Linked DNA regions of Rattus norvegicus: all the other regions are linked to region 1. The links are chromatin contacts, called in public Hi-C maps. All regions are on one chromosome and are shown on one strand. The core of a region is the stretch at or near the end of the contact, and the rest is flanking DNA. Distances in the headings are between cores, read along the strand shown.

What was found. Hi-C and Micro-C count contacts between places; a contact is called where the count stands out from the background.
Region 2: a Hi-C map of liver shows a contact between it and region 1, with 4 times the contacts expected there. The contact joins the promoter of Zfp354c here to the promoter of Zfp354a in region 1. A contact is called at or near these places in 4 of 12 Hi-C or Micro-C datasets (frontal cortex, liver, mammary epithelial cells and 1 more).
Region 3: a contact with region 1 is called in a Hi-C map of Schwann cells, with 4 times the contacts expected there. The contact joins the promoter of Msantd5 here to the promoter of Zfp354a in region 1. A contact is called at or near these places in 9 of 12 Hi-C or Micro-C datasets (the A7r5 cell line, Schwann cells, frontal cortex and 5 more) and 1 of 1 datasets of contacts at active chromatin or transcription factors (oligodendrocytes).

The regions. Positions count from the first base shown.
Region 1 is chr10:35,894,517-35,899,414 of GRCr8, reverse strand. It overlaps Zfp354a (zinc finger protein 354A), which reads right to left and starts at 2,152. Exons shown (of 5, transcript NM_052798.3): 1 at 2,025-2,152; 2 at 1,311-1,393; 3 at 458-584. The coding sequence starts at 1,343. LOC134480783 (a long non-coding RNA gene) reads right to left here. Exons shown (of 4, transcript XR_010055602.1): 4 at 3,628-4,039.
Region 2 is chr10:35,643,747-35,648,644 of GRCr8, reverse strand. Zfp354c (zinc finger protein 354C) reads left to right here and starts at 1,954. Exons shown (of 5, transcript NM_023988.2): 1 at 1,954-2,099; 2 at 3,173-3,257. The coding sequence starts at 3,225.
Region 3 is chr10:36,022,846-36,027,743 of GRCr8, reverse strand. It overlaps Msantd5 (Myb/SANT DNA binding domain containing 5), which reads left to right and starts at 2,250. Exons shown (of 5, transcript NM_001017472.1): 1 at 2,250-2,423. Clk4 (CDC-like kinase 4) reads right to left here and starts at 2,004. Exons shown (of 13, transcript NM_001399428.1): 1 at 1,921-2,004.

The sequences.
Region 1 (4,898 bases), core at 903-3,402:
CATTAACTAGAAGCCAGACAACCACAGAGGACTGAGAAAATCTCTTTAAGTTGCAGAAATCAATTAAGGCTCAAATTCTGCACAGCCCCTTGCAGAAAAAGTGTGATGCCAACCTCTAGCTACGGCAGTGGGAAAGAGGAGCCAGAGATAGAGCAAAGCTCACTGCAGAGATGAGCCAAGCAAGCATCAAATGACTGCTGACTGAGAGAAGCCTGGACCGTGAACCTTTGCTGTCTGTCCATAACAAGGGAAGTGGTGTTCTCACTGTCAAAACCTCTCCACTGCACATGGGCAGTTCCAGGCCTGCTGTGGGAAGTACGTGTCAACACTCACTCAGAAGGACACATTTGTGAGACCTGAAGGCAAAACTCTGCTAACATTTCACAACGAAATCTTCATTCAGGGAAGAAGTCACTGAGATCTCATTTCTGAATCTATGCCCACAGGGAACACTTACCCATGGAGGCCAGGTTGCTGTAATTCTCCAGCATCACCTCACGGTACAGGCTTCTCTGAGACAGATCCAGCTTCTTCCACTCGTCCCGAGTAAAGAGCACAGCCACATCTTCAAATGTCACTGACACCTGTGAGGGACAGATGACTCGATGAGCTTTGAGGTAGAGACTCTGACTCAACATAGAAGATCTGGGAAGCCGTGGGAGAAGTCACCCTATAGCCTCAGGCTTCGACAGCCATGTGCAGATGTACATTCTCACACACAGATGCGGCCATCCGAACACATGACACATGTATACACATATACACTTGTATGCACACATCACACACACACACACACATACATGCATAATGACAAACAAAACTTCAATGGAATTGAACAAGCAAAACATAAGACCCATAAAGTAAAATGGAAAAATAATCAACCACCATAGGCTGAAGAAGGCTTGGTGAGCAACGTAGGGATTGTCAAGAAGAGAAAATAAAAATCAATCTTGGTAAGGGCAGAGAAAGAAACGCAGACGAGTGAGGAAGGCAGGGACGGGGGGGAAAAGGGAATTTTCTCAAGTCTATATGTGTGTTCTGTCCCAGGGCACTTGGTATGTTACTTGTGAAATTTGTAGGCACACACCAGATTGTAGGCACCAGACAATGACAGCCTGTCTATCAAGAAATACAGAAGACTAGAACTGTGAACACACAGAATCCACCACCCGTGGGGAGAGAACCAATTCCTCCAAGGAGAGCATGGGCTCTGAATCCTAGGGAAGGCTGAACTGTGTGGATAACTGTCAGAAGGGAAACCAAACAAAAGCCCCTCCTTCTGTTAAGAAGCGAAATGGCAAGCCGCTTACCTGAGAGGCCCCTTCTCTTTGCTCAGGAGCCATCTTCTTTCTGTAGGCTCTTCCTCTAAAGATGGGTGAAGATGGAGGAGGATCTGAGGGGAGGAAGAAGAAAGGAGTTGCACATGTTGCTTCGCACCTGTCAGACGCAGCATCTCCGAAAGCGTCCCATTAGCTGCGCCTGGCTCTTCTGCCTCTAGAGAGGGAACCAGGAGCCAGGGGTGGGCATCACAAAATCGACAGGTCACCAGTCTTCTTGTCCGTGGATTTCCAGAAGTAAGATTCAAGAGACACTGTACTCCATAACAGAGGGGGACTCACTGAGTCCCCAAAGTGAACACCCTTAGACTGTTCACAACATCTCAGCTGGGACTTTCCGGCCCCTTCAGATAGGAAATTCAAGCTGGAGTGCGGCCACAGTGGGAGGGCATCCGGTTTCACCCTCTCGGATCTGATCCAGGGCAGGGACAGTGTTCTTCCTCCCCTACACGTTGGCCACCCAACTGCACCGCTGCTGCCAAGGGATAAACTTCCAGAAAAAAAAAAAATTAGAAAAGGGACCAGTAGCCCAGGACAAGAGGGCTGCACGGAAAACAGCCTGGGTTGGCGCTGCCCAGGCAGTGGGGAGCAGGTCACTTGCAGTCCAGGGCCGAGGCCACTGGGAGCGCGCACTCAGGGGAGGGGGACTGGCAGGAGGCCTCTGAGCTGAACCCAGCCTTCACTCACCTTTTCCCCGGCTCCCGCCGCACCTCACATACGCTCTGAACCTCCGCGCCTGTGAGAAGTCTGTCTTAGGACCTTGGCCCCGAGTCTCTAGCGGTGCCACAGACTCCCTATGATCCGCGAAGGCTCACGGGGGCTCAGAACTTGAGGTTCGAGGGTAATGACTGAGGAGGCCTCTGGGAAATGTAGTCCACTCTGAGACCCAGGGATTCTGGGATTTGAAGTTCTTCGGTTTGTCTGGGACTCTTCTTATGCACAGATTGCTTGGAAGCTGAGAGTGGACACTAGTAACTGAACACCTGCTTGGTAGGTAAATAATAAACGATGTCGCAGGTTCGTGGAAAGGAAGCTGACACGAAGTGCCCTTCAGAAGAGCTTTATTATGAGGTATTAGTAGGACTGAAGAAGTGCTCAGCGGTTAAGAATCCTTACTGTTCTTGCTGAGGACTTAGGTTCAATCCCCACTACCCATATCAGGTTGCTCACAATGGCCTGTAACTGCAGCGCCTGGGTTCCAACATCCCCTTCTGGCATCTCAGGTCAGTGCATACATTCCATGCTCATACACACTCATTTCATATACACAAACAATAAATGTCTTTAAACTTCTTTTCCTGCAAATAAACAACAACAGTGGGGGCAGTACTAGAATCAGGACGAAGGCAGCCATGATGGAGATCTGATGTGCAAAGCTTATCAAAGACCGTTCAGTTCCCAAGGACGGGATTTCCTTATTCTTACAAGTTTGGGGAAGCAAGTGTTTCACGCCATATGACATAACCTGTGTGTTGGGAGTCACAGGAAAAGGCAGAAAGGCACTAGATGCAAGCTAAGTTATAAGTCAGGGTTGTTTGGGGTATCTGTTGGAGCTGGGGTGGCAGCTGAGAGAGGAAGAGAGATAACTCAACTCTGCGGAGCCTTTTCATGTCATGGTAGATGCTAGTATCAACTCTCAGTCCAAAGAGGGTGAGACTGCAGGACTACGTGGTCTGACTTTTCAGAGTACAAGAGAAAGACAGCTGGAGTCTGTGCTCTAACAGTCATGTGCCGGGCCCTATTATAAATCATTTGAAAAAAGTCTGTGAATAAAACAAACACCATTATCCCGTAGTACTTTTTAGTAAAGGGCAAGAACCAGACAATAAGCCATGAACATAATGAGATAGGGTTCTAGAGGATACGTGTAATGAGAAAAATAGCAAAAGCAGGGTAAAGTGAAGGACGGGCTGGAAGGAGAATGAAGCAGGTTTGAGGCAACAACTCAGGAGAGGAGGAACTGTGGTAGTCGTGTTTTTGTGTCTGTGACATGCACTTGAGAAGAATAGCTTGCCCGTCTAAATGAAGGGCTAATTTGGGGTCATGGTTTACAAGTTTAAAGACCTCACCTTGTAAGTATTTTGTCTAAGCTCCGCCCTACAGTTACCTGGCTACAGCCAGGTATGCCTGACTCACTATAAAAGGGGCTTCTTGCCTCCTTCTCTCTCTTGCTCTTGCCCTCCTGCTTCTGCTCTCTCCCCACTCCCTTCCCTTCTCCCTTCCCCCCTCTCTCTTCACATGCTAATGGCTGGCCCCCACTTCTTTACTTCTCTCTCTCTCTCTCTCTCTCTCTCTCTCTCTCTCTCTCTCCCTCTGTCTCTACTAACCTCTTGACTCCCCTCCCCATGCCTCTATATTATACCATCATGTGGCTGGTTCCTCAGGGGGAAGGGATGCCTCAATGGATGGTTGGGCCACTTCCAAAGCTTCCCGTGGCCACCACACTGTCCCCTCTGATGAATCTATACTTTATCTCTGCTATCCCAGACCTAATTGAGGGAGTGGCCCCTGGGGCTGCTTTTCCTTGATTCTTACATGGTTGGTTCTCTGTCTTCCACAGCTCTGTTGTTGTGTTGGTGACTCTCCTTCTCTGGGTCCTGTGTTTCCTCTTCAGGAATCCTCAAAGTCCCGTCTCTGTCCCACTGCCCAGCCATTGGCAGGGCAACTGTTGGCAGGGACCCACATCTGGCATTGAAATTCCCCTGTAAGCACAAATCAAATCCCCAACAAGCTCCTCCCACATACCGCCCAAACCCCCCCCCCACCTCCCCATCCAGAAACTAGGAAAAGATACTCAACTGAGGCTTTTCTCTTGGGAGGGAAAGAGAAAAATGGAACCTACACCCCGTGGGAGAGTGGAGGAAAGCCTGAATGGATGGGTGTCCTGTACATGGGGACAGCTGTGAACATAATGAATGGTCTTAGTCACATGGGGGGGGGGTGGCAGACCTTCTGTTCCAAGTGGGAAAGAGTGTGTGCAGAAAACGTCCACCATAGCTTTCTCCCAGCACCCAATGTTTACAGGCTGAAGACTGTTTCCCGATAGAGACTGCACCTAACAAGAATAGTTAAACCTGCTTCCTGCTTCAGCTGTACATAACGTTGCCTTGTTTATGTGTATGTAATAATCCTACCCCTTGGTTCAGCTGTATACAATAGTGCTACTGTCATGGTCTGACAACTCCTCAACCCTACCCTCCTACCGCCCATACCCCCCACCCCCACACTCACCCCCCACCCCCACCACGGAATATCTGTAGCCATTTTGTTCCATGCCTGTCAGTGATTTCATATTGTTGCTGTAACACACCTGCCAATCATTGACACGGAGAAGTGACTTGGCTCAAAGACATGCTGACCACATACCCTGTTTTGTTCTGCATGTTCTGCATGAGGTGTGCTAGTCTTAAGAAATCCCACAAAGCTTTACCTAGGACCCATCAAATCAAAGGTCAATACGAACTCTTATGCCTAAAATATCTTGAGCCAGAGCTGACCACTGGGCAACCCTTCCTGCACTTACATATGAGGTCACTGTGACTGCTGTGGCTGACACTGAAG
Region 2 (4,898 bases), core at 705-3,204, 250 kb after region 1:
AGTGAGAATTTTGGTTTTAAACTTAGAAATATTTTGGGGAATATGTTTCTGTTTTAATCCCAGGCATGGGGTATGGGGCTGCTTCAGACTGTCCACGGCAGTTGACTGTGATTTGCGTCATGCTCTGGTATAGGCTTGCTTTTGCCAGCTGCAGATGGTTTCTGCAAGTGGGTGACAGTTGGAATTCTGGGGACTCTTAAGAGGGTATATATAAATGCAAGAGCCCCTGACAGGGGTGTGGCAGCTCATGCCTCTCCTGCTGTTTGCTGTTGCTGGTTTCTGGTTGGAGATATCCTGATCACGAAGATCAAAATTGCCCCCAAGGAATGCAAAGCCCCTAATTAGCAGGAATTAGTCTAATGATATCAACATCTTCTTTCCCCTCTAGCCTTTTCTCTCCTACTTAGTGTTGGGGATTTGGAAGGGATACGGTTGGAGAAGGTGGAAGAAAAAAGAACCTATAAAGTAGCCAAAAGTCAGGTTATAGAACTACACTTGCAAAAGACCCTGGTTCAATTCCCAGGACTCATGTTGGTTGATTCATAACTTCCTATAACTTCAGCTCCAGGGAATCCAAGACTTTTGGCTTTAATGGGCATCTAAACTCATATGAGCATACACACACTTAAAATTTTTTTCTCCCATAACCAACGTTAATAGCCATGGTAATCTATTCCCGTGTTTTGAAGGTATGTAATACCTATTAAAGTAACAGCAGAAGTTTCCCCCACTGGGGATAGGATCTCTCCAGCCACAGGTTTTACCCTAGAAAATATGTTTTCTCCCGTGGAGCAGGCTTTAAATGAAAATGGAAAATCCTGGCTGTACCCATACTATGTTTGTAGCTGCACAAGACTATTGGTATCAGCTCTACGCCAGAAGCCTGCACAGTGCTTTTGAGCGCTTTGAAAGTGAGCTAGCATAGAAGTATCTTCCAGCTCAGGCCAAGCCTGATTTCTCCATGTTCCATGTCCTGTAACTAAAGTACGTGCTATCTTCAGAACAGGGACTTCCAAACAAGCAACAACAACAACAACAAAACAGAGACAATTGCTTTTGTAGGATATAATCTCAGTATCTATAGCCAGTGATACTGAGAGAGGCAACACATACCTCAGAAACGGGATTTTCTCTCAACAGACTATGGCTTCTGAGAGAGCTTCAGGTCAGCCATGAGGGGCTATTTAAACGCCTTCACTGCAGAGTTTTTGTTGTTCTTCAGGCTGATTTCCCAGATCAGAAAGATACTTAAGAGAGTTAGGATTACGTATTTTGTTTAAACAAACAAACAAACAGAACGAAACAAACAAACAAACAAACAAACAAAAAAACCAAAAACCAAAAAACCAACCAAAAAACCCCCAAAGGTTAGGTATAGGGACCATCTCTGAAGGTCTATTACTGCCCCAACCAAATGGCAATTGATTTTAGGATTCAGCATCTAGGTGGATTAAAAAAAAAAATCAAAAGGCTGAACGTGCGCATTTAATCAATTACTTTTACTTTTTAATCCTCCTAGTTTCTGAAACCATCCTGGGCTGCACGTCATGAACCATGTCACATAATTTTCTGTGTATTGTACACGGTAAAATAATTTAAATTACCATAGTTAGTGATGTGGGCTACACCAGATTCTCCTAGAGTTTTGGTTTGGCTTGGTTTTGATTTTAGTCCGGCTATATAGCCCTCGCTGTCCTGCAACTCCATTTGTGTCAAGCTGGCCTGGTACCTATGGGTACCTAGCTCCTAAACCCTAAATTCCGGTTTTGTCCTGTCACATCATTTCATCACCCTTCTAGCAAACAAGTCTGAGAACTGACTGAGAGAGGCCAGGTTTGCTGTGTTTGCAATGCACCACACTCCGACTCAGCTTTCAGAACTCTCCTGGCCCCGGTGCCTTTTGGGATGTGTAGTCAGAGAGGATTTGAGGCATGCCGGGAATAGTAGTTCTCTGGGGCTTCTCCCGGTGGCGGGGCTGCTCGCGGCGTTTTGGGGGGCTCCTGGCCGAGGTGATTGTGATTGTGCCAGAAGAGCGCGTCTGGGGTCGACATCCTCGTGACCGCTCGTACTGAGAGCGGCGGAAGCGAGCGCCGGCGTCCGTGAGTGGGGCGAAGGGGGCGGGCGGGGCGTAGCGGGCGGTGGGCTTCCCGGCGGGCCGGGCGCGGCCTGGCGGCTGCTCTGCAACCTCTAGCTCGGGGACCCTCCAACAGGCTCGGCCCGCCACGGAGCGCGGCTGAGCCCAGACTGCGGGGCTGGAGGCCTGTGCATCTTCTCTAGCATCTTAGCGATGCGGATCTTAAAATCAACAGCCGATACCTAGCAGTCTAGTCTAACTTAATGAATTAGCGCATCTGATACCAAGTTACAGGCCCCTTGCGCCTTCATTGTGCCTATGGTGCAGATGAAGAAACCAAGGCACAGTGTGACCCGAGCATTCGCTGAGCCTGGATAGGAGCCGTGGACTGGAAGCAGAATTTACTTCCCATCTGTGCTGCTTGCTATGTCTTGTCACTTTGGGTAGACTGGAATCTCCTTGACTGTCCACCTCAGCCACGTCGACAGCACAGCCCCACCTCTGCTTCACAGAGGACCAGTTCCAAGAATTCCCAAACAGCCAACACTCAAGTTCTTGAGGTACACAGACACAGCATTGGCAGAGAATTTGGACACATTATCCTTTGTACTTTGAATCAATCTTATCCAACCTTTTAACATTGCCACGGTTTTTGTAGAAGGCGCTAACAGGCCTGTAGGTGGGTGTGGAGGGATCAGTGTAAGAAAGTAGAAGTGTAATTAATATACCGAAGGGATATGACAGGCTGGCTTGATCAGCATTCTTATCATTTGGTTTGTGTTGTTTACAGTGGGTGGCTTTTTGGGGGGATCTTAAGACCATTGTGGGTGGGTTTTAAAACTTAATTTATTTTTATGTGTGTATGTTTCTGTCTGTGCCCATGAGCACACAGTATCTCAGGAGGCCAGAGAGGATATTGGATCCCCTGGAGTTATAAGTAGCTATGTGGGTACTGATAATCAGACTTCTCTTCAAACAAGGGAAGTGCTTTTAATCACCAAGCCATTTCTCCAGAACCCCTTTGTGGGTGGCTTTACCCTCCTGGCTCTAAGCCTCCCCTTGTACCAGAATTCCTTAGTACACCTTTTTCCTTTCCAGACATACTTGGTCAGCACTCAGCTTTCCTTTGGCAGGAGAACTAAGAAGGGAAATGGCTGTGGATTTGCTGGCTGCTCGAGGGACGGTAAGTGAAACTTGTCTTTCTGTAAATTGCTTTCTGACTCAGATGTGGATGTGTTTCCATTTTTTGCCCTTGTCACTTTTTTCCCTTGCAAAATTAACATTTAACAGGGGCATGCAAACTCCAGTTTGGAGCTGACCTGCAAGGAAAAAATACATAAATCTTTTCAAAGGAACACTTACACTTACACTTTTCAAAGGAACAAACCTAGCTACAAAGAATTCTGCCAGGTCCAGAACACATGATACCCTATAACTACCATCTCATAAAACCTCCCAGGTGCTTTCTTTTTTCAAATGGGGGCTCCTTCAGGTGGAATGTGTACTCCATTTTGTTAGCCAGAGAGGTATGAAGGTCTCTCTACCAGAAGATCTCTCCTCTGGCTTGATCCCAGAATTCTTTCTCCTCCCTGATGTCCCACTTCCTATTTCCTGTCTAAGCCACAGGCCATTAGATTTATTATCGATGGGTGCCACATCCACACAGACATAAGACATACTTTAAAATATCTTCTGTGGGGGCTGGAGAGATGGCTCAGAGGTCAAGAGCACTGAATGGTCTTCCATAGGACTTGAGTTCAATTCCCAGCAACCACATGGTGGCTCACAACCATCCTTAATGGGACTGATGCCCTCTTCTGGTTGTCTGAAGATAGCTACAGTGTACGCATATACATTAAATAATAAATAAATCTTTAAAAATTTATTTCTGGGTGAAGTTAGAAAATATTTAAAAAAAAATATCTTCTGTGGCCTCCAGTTTCCAGGGAAATTTGGTCCTTTCTTTTGGGTTCTTAATTTCATTAGTAAAAGAGTCTAGAAATCTACTCAGAAGGAAGCTTGAAGAACATGTTATTAGAGTTTGAGGAACGTAACAGGAAAGGCAAGCTGTAAATCCTGGCAGCTGCCAGGAGGAGTGAGATAGGGTCCAAGAAAGAGGCAGGTTCAGCAGTAAAGGTCCGCAAGCTGCCTGACGGGCAGACTGTCGACGTTAGGTCTGGTTCTTCCACCCAGCCCCACTCTCAGCAATAAGACAGGGACTCAAAATATATTTACCAATACCTTGGCTCCACCCTGACTAGATCGTAACTAAAATAACCCAATTATTTTAACCTACGTTCTGCCACCTGGCTGATTACCTGTGCCCAGGTACCCCATGTCCGCCCCATCACATCTTCCCGAGTGGGTCTCTCACCTGGCACTATCCCAGAATTCTCTCTCCTCCCAGACGTCACACTTGCTATTTCCTGCCATCAAATTATTATTCAGGTACTATATCCATACAGACGTAAGATATTCTCTCTACAGCAAACGGTTGTGTGGAGGGGGAGGTTTCTGAGCCTAGGTGAGGAGCCCCAGAATGCCAAGGATGTTTAGTATTCGGGCCAGAAAGAAAAAGATAAAATAAACAGGAAAAGTCACAGTTTTTGGAATAACCCTGAAAACTGGGCAAGCTCCAAAGTGGTACCTGATGGAGACCTACGAGGTGCTGCCCAGAGGCTTCTGGGAAGGCTGAGTACATTATTTCACTAAGAGATAATTCGTCCTCCTGGCTTTAGCATGTCTTCAGGTGAATCGGACTTTGGGGGTGAGAAGGCGGATAGAGGCAAACTGGCCAGGTGATCGACAGACCCGGCCTTATCTC
Region 3 (4,898 bases), core at 1,001-3,500, 130 kb before region 1:
GTCACAACATCAGGGTGTGATACTATCACTATTATTTCCTGATTACTGAGGATGTAATGGGGAGAGGAGGCTCCTAATGCTAGGCAAAACTCTACCACTGACCTATACAGTCCTGCCCAAACATTCAGTAAGCTATATTTTCTTCTAATTCTCGCCTGCCAAGCATCTTTCTGATAATGTGGCTTCTCTTTTAGCTCAGTTAAAAATGAGAAAGCATGAATTAAGCCACATACCAAAAAAAAATCCTAAATTCGTGTTAGGTATCGTGGTAAAAGCCAAGCATTGCTTTTGATATAGTATTTTAATATGGCAAAGTAAAATAGACAACACTGCAAACTTGAGACAAAAGCCAAAACTCACGCTTTCAGAAAAACTCATCTTCCCATTTTTACTGGAATACTGTGGACACATTCCTTTTATTATCAAAACTGTATTTAAGGTTTTTGGTTTGATTAAAGCTTTTTTCCTCTGTTTCTTTGGGAACTGAATTCTGAATCTCAAGCTACCGGGCTACAGGCTAAGCACTCTTAAAAAACAGCAGTCAAACTTACAGCTTCTGATGACTCATCATTATGACTGGCCATTAGGGTTTCGCAAGACTTGGGTGCTTGCTTCAAGTTCTCCCTCCCCCTCCACACTGCCACAGCCAGTTTACCTCTCACAAGACAATTCTCAACTTATCAAGTTACTAACATGCAAAGCCACCTAGCAGTCTATCAGTGGGTCCCAGTCCCAACAGGCCCTGATGAACATGTCCCACCCCTACTCTATCTCTAGCAAAGTTCGGAAATAATTTTCTTAGACAGGTGTGGTGGTGGCACACACCACCCTGGAGGCAAAGGCAGGTGGAGCCCTGATCAAGTTCAAGGACAACCTGGTCTTCACAGGGAGACCTTGCTTCAAAAAACCAACTAAGAAATATTTACTTAGGAGGCAAAGTAAAAGATTTCTGAGCTCATGAGATTAAAGTTCCTTCACATACACAGGAAAGAAAAACCACCTCGAAATATTACACTATCTCTAATACTTAAAAAAATGTTACACCCCTCGGTATTTTTTTCAATAAAAGATACAACGGAACCCGTAAGTATGTTCATATTAGAAATATGATTCTCCACCACGCTTTAGAAATTTCGGTCTCCCATTTAAGTGGAGTACAAGAGGCCCTTGGGTGAGTTTTCAAAGTTAGGCCAAATATCTGCAGCTTTAATATTAGACCAGATGACTACCTGTCCAGGGTTTTGGGGACTGTCACAATGTATATGCAATGTTCGCTCTCTAATCCCATCACTCGGGAGGCAGAGGCAGGAGAAGCTCTGGAGTTCGAGTCCAGCCTGGTCTACATAGTTCCAGGGCAATCAGGGCGACCGAGGTCTGGAGGTTTAGGGGTGTGGGGGTGACCGCCTGGCACGAAGGACGAACCTTCCTTCCCAAGTGTGTTCCTCGAAGCTGGAGGTGAACTCCAACCACTTGGATCGCTGCAGTGCCTGCCCTACCTCCCCCGGGCAGCTGGCCAGGGCCCTTAGAGCTGAAACACAGGGCGAATATCGGACTCTGGAAAAGCCTCCAGTTATGCAAACGGCCGAGGCAGCCGAGAAAGGTGAGGAGGGGTCTGGGTGACTCAACTCCGGACCACACTAGCGTCGGGGATGCGTCCCGCCAAGGGGTCTCCCTGCTGGTTCCTGCGATGGCCGGCGAAGCCGTGGCAAGAGGTGAGTGAGGCCCGAGCTGCCGGACAGCACCGTCGGGCGAACCCGGGGCCTGCGGGCCTTGACTAGAGAGGCGAAACCGCAGCAGCTCGGGTGTTGTCGCCGCCGGCTGAGAGGCACCCCGCCAGCCCCGCGGACGCACCCTCGGGTGCTGACGCCCAAAGCCCACTCTTTCCTCAGACACCTAGCTGAGCGACACTGCCCACCTCACCTCCGCAAAAGCAAAAGGCCTTTTGGCCGAGAAATGTCGCCAAACCGCCGTCGTTTCTCTCCAGCCGCTGCGACAAACACCGACAAAATGGCGTCCGCGCCGTCACCCTACAACCTCCTCAGGTGGATCCAGCGCCACCTACGCCGAGCAAGCGCGCATGCGTCACGGAGCCCCGTGCCCGCCCACAGACCTTGCAAGGGGGCGGGGGTCTGTGACGTCAGGGGCGGGGGGCTTTATCATTCATACTGCGGCTGCGCAGCGCCAAGGCGCCTGTAGGACGAGTTCTGTCAGCCTGTCAAGTCGAGGTTCTTTCTGTTCTTGGGTGAACCTGGAAGATCGCCTTAAATCTACGGCACGTGTCGGGCTCTTGAAGAAGAGTTTTGCTGGGCGTTGCCACGCTGGGTAGGGCCAACCTCTGACCTTTTCCCGTCATCTTAAAGCGGGACGCTCATCGCACTCGGCCTGCCAGTCAACCCTCAATCTTCTCGGCACCTCAGCTCCAGGTAGAGCCACCAGAGCTCAGAGTCCGCGAATGTTCCCTGCTAGGGCAGCTCAGTGACCAGGCTATGTCTGTCATCTGGCGTTTCCGCTCTAAACTGGATTTGGAGACGTTTACTTGAATATGCCTCTAAAAACAAGCGTAGCGGGTGCTTACCCTTTCTCTTTCTCCTTTCTCCTTGCCTTCCTCTCTTTCTTTCTCCTCGCCTTCTCAGTCAGCACATCAGAAGGAATGGGAAAATTTGTCCTAAGACTTCTGACAGTATTCTAGTTACGACCATGGCAGCCTCATCATTTTCTATTACAGTTACTCAACAAATGGACATTTGTGGTCAGAAGACATAATGAATTTTCTATTTTTTTTTTTAATTTCAGAGAACTAGGTTTTTGTGGTATAGGCCTGTAAACCCAACACTTAGGATTTAGAAACAGTAGGATCAGGAATTCTAGGTCATTCTGGGCTAGATAGCAAGTTCAAGGCTAGTCTGGGCTACATGAGATCAAAACTAAACAAAGCCTGCTGAGAATCCAACACTATAAATACTGCCTAACCCACTAAGGTTGAACTTCTGGTCCTCCTCTCATCTTCTTCCCAAAGAGCTGGGATCATAAATATGAGCTGTCATTACCAGATTAATGAAATACTCTATGCCAATCTCTTTATAGACAGTCTTAGTAATCTAGACAACCCTGAGGTGATTACCAGCTCCTTGCTCTAATTACAGACTTAACTCCTGAAAACACCATTCACAGGTCAGCCTTGCTAGCTCCAGAGAGCTTATGGTTTCACTGTCATACTGACTGCCTCCATTCATTTGACAAAGTCAAAGACAACTTACTTTTCTTAGTTAGAGGAAAATGTTCCAAGTCCATCTTTTGGCAAGACCAAAAGGGTCTGTCTTTAAAAGCCACTTTTCAAGCCAATTTGTCTCTGAAGCTCCCATTATGAAACAATGAATCCCTTCACATTTAGCAAAGTTGATTAAAGGCCACACCATGAGTCACAATGGATCTCTCAGGCATACTACACTGCCCAAGACGGACAATATCCCAATTTCCCCCAGGATTTCTAACACTTCCTGAGGAGAAAGTCAAACAGCACACGAGTAACAAAGATTCAGTCAAACAATGTTGAAAGCATCCCAATTCCCAGTTCACTTTGCAGTGCATATGGAGTGGCAGGAAGTAACTGATTTCAGGCCATTTCATAGGGAATACAGGATGGACCCTAGACTGCTCCTTTAATTATATGTGTCTCTCTTCTCTCCTTCTTCCACCACTCCTCTTTCTTCCTCTTCTCTCCCCTTCTCATTTTTGATAATCTTTGTATACACAGAGCTGATCTGGGACGTATTATTTAGTTCAAGCTTGCCTGGAACTTATAGAAACCCTCCTGTTACAGGTTTCTAATTGCTGGCTCTTAGGTCTGGCCCATCATTGAACTGGTCTCAGAGCCAGGACCAGAAAACAGATGCACGTACCCTTTGGAAATATTTTCCAGAGGTACTTGATCAGCCTTCAGGACTCTTTCTGATATTGGCTCTAGAAACCGTGGGAGTAAACCATTTACCAAAAACTTTGACTAGGTCATGCCCAAAAGTTTATAGAGAAGGTAGAATTCCTTCTAATAATGGATTCTTAGAGTAACTCCATCCCGCATTAGATTGGAAAACTAGAAAGTAAACTGAGGTCATTGACACTTGCAGGTATCCAAGGATGGAGTCCCTGGAAATTAAATTAGTAGCTAAATGTCTTGTTAATCTCTTAAAGTCTATCACACATTACTAGTCACTATGTCCCTATATTAGTCAAACTAAAATCTAAATTAAAATTTTTAGTTGAATCTATCTAGAGATTGGAATGGGTGATCAGTGAACCCATGCCATGGCACAAATTTGGAGAGCTGAGAAAGACATAAAGAAGTCAGTTCCCTCCATCTACAGTGGGTCCTGAGGATCAAACTAAGATTGACAGTGTTGGTAGAAATGTCCTTACTCACTGAGCCGTCTCCTGGGTCCCTCCTATCAATTATTGTTAATTGAATAAAATTGGTGGTATTGACTAAGTTTAGTTAAATCAATCAATCATTCAATCAATCAATCAATCAATTCTAGACACCAAGACCAGTAGCATAGAGCTGTGAAACCAGCATGTGAGAGGTAGAATGTGGAGGGAGGGTCATGTGAAGGTTACACAGTAAGTTCTAAGGCAGCCAGGACTACATGAGACCCAATCCCACAAAACAAAACAACTCTTACTGGCTTCCCCAATTCTACTTACTGCATTTTTTTCTCAACATTTAATATGTATTGTCTTTCTCTCAGTTGGTAAAATGCTTGCCTAGCATGCATGACCCCTAGGGTGTTATTTTAAGAAACAAAAATCCCAGCCATTTAACTTACCAAATAAAGACTTGGGGAGCCAGATGCTATTGTGAAAGCCTGCTAGCTCAGAGAGGCAGAGAAACCACCCAGCTGACC